Linked DNA regions of Mus musculus: region 2 is linked to region 1. The links are chromatin contacts, called in public promoter capture Hi-C maps. All regions are on one chromosome and are shown on one strand. The core of a region is the stretch at or near the end of the contact, and the rest is flanking DNA. Distances in the headings are between cores, read along the strand shown.

Evidence for each region. Promoter capture Hi-C pulls out the DNA fragments that hold promoters and counts their contacts.
Region 2: a contact with region 1 is called in a promoter capture Hi-C map of erythroid cells, with 5 times the contacts expected there. The contact joins the promoter of Kntc1 here to the promoter of Gpn3 in region 1. A contact is called at or near these places in 4 of 39 promoter capture datasets (erythroid cells, liver and pre-B cells), 1 of 115 datasets of contacts at active chromatin or transcription factors (large pre-B cells) and 1 of 9 other capture datasets (adipose tissue).

Annotation. Positions count from the first base shown.
Region 1 is chr5:122,371,246-122,374,729 of GRCm38.p6, reverse strand. Gpn3 (GPN-loop GTPase 3) reads right to left here and starts at 2,222. Exons shown (of 8, transcript NM_024216.2): 1 at 2,074-2,222; 2 at 711-819. The coding sequence starts at 2,121. It overlaps Fam216a (family with sequence similarity 216, member A), which reads left to right and starts at 2,388. Exons shown (of 7, transcript NM_026883.4): 1 at 2,388-2,847. The coding sequence starts at 2,783.
Region 2 is chr5:123,747,878-123,751,636 of GRCm38.p6, reverse strand. It overlaps Kntc1 (kinetochore associated 1), which reads right to left and starts at 1,911. Exons shown (of 64, transcript NM_001042421.1): 1 at 1,813-1,911. It overlaps Rsrc2 (arginine/serine-rich coiled-coil 2), which reads left to right and starts at 2,223. Exons shown (of 10, transcript NM_001005525.2): 1 at 2,223-2,348. The coding sequence starts at 2,343.

The DNA.
Region 1 (3,484 bases), core at 973-3,472:
TGATGGCTCAAACATTTGCACCGTCATCTCAGTGAGCAGCTTCTGTTTGAGGATTACTATTTTTAATTAAAAAACAAAAAAAGCTTTGTTTTGTTTCACTGAGCAGAGGTGACAAATGTGTACTACCTCACTTGGTTTTATGTGGTGCTGAGGGTAAAACCCAGGGCTTCACATACCCTAGGCAAGCACTCCACCACCAAGCCCCAGCCCAGCCCTGAGCCTCACCTTTTTAAATTTTTTTTATTTTCTGGTTTTTCGAGACAGGGTTTCTCTGTGTAGCTCTGGCTTTCCTGGAACTCACTTTGTAGACCAGGCTGGCCTTGAACTCAGAAATCCACCTGCCTCTGCCTCCCAAGTGCTGGGATTAAAGGCGTGTGCCACCATGCCCGGCTGAGCCTCACCTTTTTTAAGCCAGCACAGGTGCTATTTACTGTGGACAAACCATCTTACCCCCAACTCACCAGAGTAAGCAACAAGGGGACCAGAGGGAAAGGCAGGGAGGCAGGAGCCCGCTCACCTTAGAGTCTCCCAGCAAAGACCAGAAAAGGAGGCCATGGCATCCACACCCACAAACACCACCATGAAATGGCCCGTGGCCTCATCTTGCTCCTCCTCACCCCGGGGCTGAGCACGTGAATAACTGAGCAGCCGGCTTCCAGTGCCTTCTGAGCTTTACGGTGCCTGAAGAAGGTGGCCCTGCCGGGACTTACCGGCCATGACAGGGTAGTTGAAGTGTTCTGCCGCCGGGTCCAGGTTGACCACCTGGACAGATCGGTTGAGGGCTTCACAGTGCTGAACCATGGTGGAACAGTAGGTGCTCTGTAACGTGACAAGGTGGGGGGTTAGCACCCAAGGCAGTAGCGTACCGCCCTCCACATGCCCAGACAATTCTCCCCTCTCTGAGCCAGTGTCCACCCAAGCCAAACTGCACCTCCAGGGAAACCCTGGGAAGGCGATGAGACCAGAGCTGCAGATCTAGATGCAGGGCGTGGGCTCAGGATGTTTCTTTAACACAGTCTACAAATTAACGTAGGTTACAGAAATGACCTCCTCCACGCTCCACGCTTCCTTTTGACAGCCTGTTCTCTCTACCTAGGACAGCCCCACCATACAGATGCACTGTAACTGACAGGTGAGCTGTGTACCTTCCAGATCAGATGACAGGCCCTGTGGAGTCACACAGCCATCTCTAGTACTCTGAATATTGTATTTATTAAATATTAAAATGATACAAACACCTCTATAGACTCTAGGCATCCCTCAAATGTCACCATTGCCGTTTCTACTGTGCTTAAGTGTCCTTAGCATCATTCTCTTAATATGTACACAAAGAAACACTGTATCACACAAAAAAAATAAATATAAAAACTAGAGCCAGGCAGTGGTGGCAGACGCCTTTAATCCCAGCACGTGGGAGGCTGAGGCAGGCGGATTTCTGAGTTCAAGGCCAGCCTGGTCTACAGAGTGAGTTCCAGGACAGCCAGGGCTACACAGAAAAACCCTGTCTCAAAGGAAAAAGAAAAAAATGCCCACAAACAGTGCATATCTACAAACTTATCTGAAACCCATACTCCAAACTTCTGAGAAAAAGGGAAGAAAAGACCCCATACTGGGTGCGTGGCAGGGGGCCTTGTCTGGAATTAGACAGGGGAAAAAAAACCAAAAAAACAAAAAGACCAACAACCCAGACTCAGATTCCGGGGCGGACCTAAGTAAGCGTATGATTTTGAACAAAATAAACCTTTCTGTGTTTGTAATCTGTAGAATGGGTATAGGATCAAGCACACAGAATGGATATGAAGACACCTGGAACGACCAGGGCAGTTCCTGGAGCAAAGGTGTCCTGCAGCTCTGTCTGGGTGCTGGACAGAACTGAAGTCTTTTGGGAGGACAGAACAAGCTCTTGAGCGCTCAGCCCTCTCTCAAGCCGCTCAAGAGCTATTAAAGCTGCTATCACTCCCAGACAAACAAAAAAAAAAAAAAAAGCAAGGTACAAGCAGAGAGCAGGAAGCCGTATACCCAGGGTTTCCCCGGAGCCCAGCCACCCACGCACCGCAGCTCCTCCAGGCTCACCTTCCCGCTGCCCGCGGGGCCCATGACGAGCTGCGCATATCGAGGCATGCCGCCTCTCCGGGGGTTTCACACACAGCCGACGGCCACACTCCCTTCAGCCTTCGCGCGACAGCCACGGCGTTCCGGGGAATGTGCGTAGGAGCCAATCGCAACCACAGATCGCTCGTTCAGCACGGGTATTTACTACACCATAGACTACGGAGCGTCCCCAGGGCCAAAATGCCTTCCGAAACGCGTGCCGTGCTCAGAGAGGAGGCGGGGACACGAGTTCGTTCACGCGTGCGCAGAGAGAGAAAGAGAAAGAGCCGAGAGCCGTTATCGGTTGGGCCTCCGGCGAAGGCGGTTGCCTAGGTGATAGCGGATCGCGAATTACGCTCCGCGCCCCCGGGCCGCAGCACCGGTGCTTGGGTTTGACACATAGGGTGACAACCGAAGGTCTGCAGGTCCTCTGAGGGTCTAGAATACTGAGGTGGATAAGGAATACTTGCTTTAGGGTGCGTGTGGATGGATTTGCCCTGACGCGTCCTTGTCAGCGAGAGATGCCCAGGCGCAGGAGCCTGGTTACCTGAGGTTCCTCCGCCCTCGGGTCTACAGCTCCAGGAACTCGGGTCTTCCTCCGCACCATCCGGCGGCCACTTGAGCAGGGTCGGAGTGGGGAGAGCCGGAGGCCGCCGACTCAGAGCCGGTGTGGTGCACGCGTGTGGACGGGATGCCGAGCCGTTGGCCCGGGGTCGCGGGGCCGCCCGCCTTGGCCCGGACGGAAGGCGGTGAAGGGTGAGGCGGCCTTGGGAACCCCTGCCGAGGAGGCGCGAGACGGGGGGGGGGGGGGGGGGGGGGGGAGCGGGCTCTAGCGGGGCTCGGCTGCCGAGGCGGCCTCGGAGCAGGACAGAGACTGAGCTTTCGGGCTCCTAACCTGGCGGGGAGCCGAGGGTCCAGCCGCCTCGGGCCTGGGAAGGTTTTAACTGTCCCCTAGATGGCTGAGGACAGTTGACTTCTGATATCACAGCTGGATGCCATGCTTCCCTGTCCCCCTCCTGGCCTCCTTCCTTAAAAAAATCAAGAGGCGGGATGACTGGGATCCAACTAGGCCCACAATCATGGCTCTTGTAGAATCTGAATCCGTGGCCATGAAATAAAAATATATTTATGTTTATTAAGTACATTATTATTAAATGTACATTTTATTGTAAATATATATTTGGTGCTAAGACTTTTTTTTTTTTTTCCCCGAGACAGGGTTTCTCTGTGTAGCCCTGGCTGTCCTGGAACTCACTGTAGACCAGGCTGGCCTGAACTCAGAAATCCACCTGCCTCTGCCTCCCGAGTGCTGGGATTAAAGGCGTGTGCCACCACTACCCGGCTACAGGAATCAATTTCATTTTTTGAAAAAAGTAAAAAGACCAGATCCATG
Region 2 (3,759 bases), core at 662-3,161, 1.4 Mb before region 1:
TGAGGGCATCAGATACCCTGGAACTAGAGTCACAGACAGTTGTGAGCCACCCCATGGGCACTGGGAATTGAACCCTCGTCCGCTGGAAGAGCAGACAGTGCTCTTAACCGCTGAGCTATCTCTCCAGCCCCAATTTTAATCTTTAAAATAGTAATATAGGGCTGGCAAGATGGTTGTTATAAGGGTGAAGTTTGATGCCAAACCTGACTGGCAATATGAATTCCATTAAGAATCCACATGGTTGGCGGGTGTGGTGGTGCACACCTTTAAATCCCAGCACTCAGTAGGCAGAGGCTGACAAATCTCTGTGAGTTTGAAGCCAGCCTGGTCTACAAAGCTAAGGCTATATAAAGAAACTCAAGACACAAAATTTAAAAATTAAAAAAAGAAGCAACAAAGTTGAAGAACGAACTGCATGAATGTTATCCTCTGACCTATGAATGTACACACACAATAAATGTAAAGAAAATATACGTATACATGTAGGAGCATAATGTAGACAGGCATCGTGGCAAACACCCATAATCTCAGCATGCCAAAGGCGAAGACAGAAGAATAATTTCAAATTTGGGGAACCTTGGTCTGGTCCAAGCTTGTATTGCAAGATCCTGTCCACACACACAGAGTGGGAGGGGAATGTTGGAGTTAGCTAAAACTAAGGCTGTTTTGAAGGAGTTTTGTGTGTGTGTGTGTAGCCTAGAACTCACTGTATGGACCAGGCTGACCACAAACTCAGATATCCTTTTGCCTCTGCCACCTGAGTGCTGGGATTAAAGGTATGCGACATCTCTGCCTGGCTTGAAGGGTTGTTTGTTTGTTTGTTTTGTTTTGAATAACTTTTTCTTTTGAGTCAGCCTCTCACTGTGTAACTAAAGGTCTTGATCCTAACTTGAACTCAGGATCGTCCTACCTCAGCTCTAGACTCCTGGGATTTCAGTCAAGAGCTATCACGTCCTGCTTGTTCTGGGTTTTGATGGTTCCTGGGACTCTATTTGAATTGTCTGATAATATGCTATCTGGAAGCAGATAACATTTGGGCTAGGAATGTAATGAATAAAGGAAAAGAGCTCCTGCTAAGAACATAACACGACTTTAAATCCCAGCACTCAGGAGGCAGAGGCAGGTGGATCTCTGAGTTCTGAGCCAGACTGGCCTTTAACCTAGTACTTGGGAGGCAAAGACAGGACAAAGCTCTGTGAGTCTGGACTCAGACCACAGGCTAGACCAGTTATTCAGCACTCTACCAACTGACTTAACATTCCCAACCCTGAGGTTTATAGTCTTGAGGGAACAACAACGACAAAATGGTTGAACACTGTGTCAAGTATTTGGGTTTTTTTGGTTTTGGTTTTTTTTTTTTTTTTTTTTTTTTCCTTCGAGACAGGGTTTCTCTATGTAGCCCTGGCTGTCCTGGAACTCACTCTGTAGACCAGGCTGGCCTCGAACTCAGAAATCCGCCTGCCTCTGCCTCCGGAATGCTGGGCTGGGATTAAAGGCGTGCGCCACCACTGCCCCGTTTAAGACTACACTTTCTTCTGGTGAAAGAGAGCAAACAGGTGATAAACAGATTTTGACATCACCGAGTGCGGAAAAAAAACAGACGAGCCAATACAAGGTCATGAATCAGATGAAACACTATCGATGAAGCTATATCCACGAAAACTCAGACGGCCTGCCATCTAGAATCCTCTCTAATTTTTTTCTCCCGCCATCATCTAGAGATCGATAAAACCCAGAGACGGACTGAAGCCCCCTGCTGGTTCCACCTAACACTCCTCCCGCTCCCATCGAGCCGCAAGGCTGACGTCTCACCTGCAGCAGCTGACGAAATTAAAAAGAGAATTCTCAAGTGTCTCACACTTCTTCCCGACGGACACAACCGCCCCTACTCATTTTACCTTCCCTGCCACTGATTTGAATTGGCGGGAGAATACCGTGCTCAACCCCTTTTACGGAGGCCGGAGCAGGCCAAACTTGGCTCAAAATTGAGCGCGGAAACCGCCCCGCCCTAAACTAAATTGAATTCCCGATACCGAGCATCCATTCTGGGAGGTATCCTTGGCCCCACCCACTTCGTAGGCTTCACGCCACGCCCTTCGAGAGACTAACCAATCACCGCCTCGAACCGCGTTGTTATAGAAACTCTTATCGCCACCCACTTTTTCTCCCAGCAAGCTGCGCGCCTGGCCCGGCCTCATCCCCTTTTTTTTTTTTTTTTTTTCTTGTGCCATCCGGGTCTCTCGCGCAAGAGATTCAGTCTGTGGCGAAGCTTCGAGGCGGCCAGTACTGTTGAGTGCGGGCAAGCAGAGGCGCCGCCTTAGCGGCCGGGACTCAAAAAAATAATGGCGGTAGGTACTAAGTGGAGCTCGAAGGCCAGGCTGGGTTTTTTGTTTGTTTGTTTCTTTAACACAGAGTGGGCGACCAGCTCATCAGGGCTGTTGTCCGTGCCTGTGTGTGGACAAGATGGCGCCGCGGCCGCTCGCTGCGCTCGCCATCATGGCTTCCTGCTGCAGGGAGGGGGAGGTAAGGCCGTCTGGCTGGGGGTGGGGAGCCGCAGGGAATGGCTTGGTTTTTTCTTTCCCTCTCCAGAACTTTCCTCATCATTTTCCCTGACCCAGTATTTCTCCAGAAGCCCACCGAACTGTGGGGTTTAGCTCTTTGACCCAGACTGGTGTTAGGCTTTGCGTTTCCTAAGGCTTCTGCGTTCATGCTTGGCGCTTTATCGCATTTGACCGGAAAGGAAAAAAAGACCAGAAGTATCCTCTGGGACGCATCGGGTCAAAAGGCAGGCTCCTTAAGGCGCAGTGTAGGAGGACACAGTCTTTTTATTTGTTTGTTTATTTATCTTTGAGCGATCCCTCAGTGATAGGGCTACTTCTAGTTTTGCGAACCTTATTGGTTGAAACTGGGATTCACTTAAAGAGGGGAAAAAAAAGTCTATCTAGTTCCAGTCCCTTATGTTTTAAAGCGATTTATGAGGTTTTTTTTTGGGGGGGGTTGGTTTTTTTTTGTTTTTTGGGGTTTTTATTTTTGAGGCATGGTTTCTCTGTAGCCCTGGCTGTCCTGAAACTCGCTCTGTAGGCCATGCTGCCCCCGAACTCCGAAACCTTTGAGAACCGCAGCATTGTTTAAGACCCCCTTCCTGAACCAAATGGAAGCCGTATCTAAGAGACCTGAACAGGAAGCCTGCCCTGGATATATACTATGCTCATTGCTAATGAATCATATTAGCCTGTGATAATTTGTTTCTGGTTTTCGAAAGAAAATATTCTTGTAAGCATTCTGTATTTCCTTTTACTGACAGGTTTTAACTTCATATTGCAAATAAGGCTTACTTTTCCTGATAGTTGGAGTATTTGAAATTAGAATGGTACAGGTAGTTTTTCTGCATCTCACTACCCTCTTTCTAGATGAATTTAGAATGATTTTTTTTTTTTTGACTTTTCAAAGAGTAGGCAAGCTTTTTTAAATTGTGGGATTAGTGTCTTGGGCCTCTTAGTATACTTCAAGAATGGTATTATTTGCCGGGTGTGGTGGCGTACGCCTTTAATCCCAGCACTTGGGAGGCAGAGACAGGTGAATTTCTGAGTTCGAGGCCAGCCTGGTCTACAGAGTGAGTTCCAGGACAGCCAGGGCTACACAGAGAAACCCTGTCTCGAAAAACCAAAAAAAAAAAAGAAAAAAAAAGAATGGTATTATTTTCCTTGTGTTCCATTATTTTAAGTGAGATAAATTCAGTTATTGGCTTTCTGCAGTGTC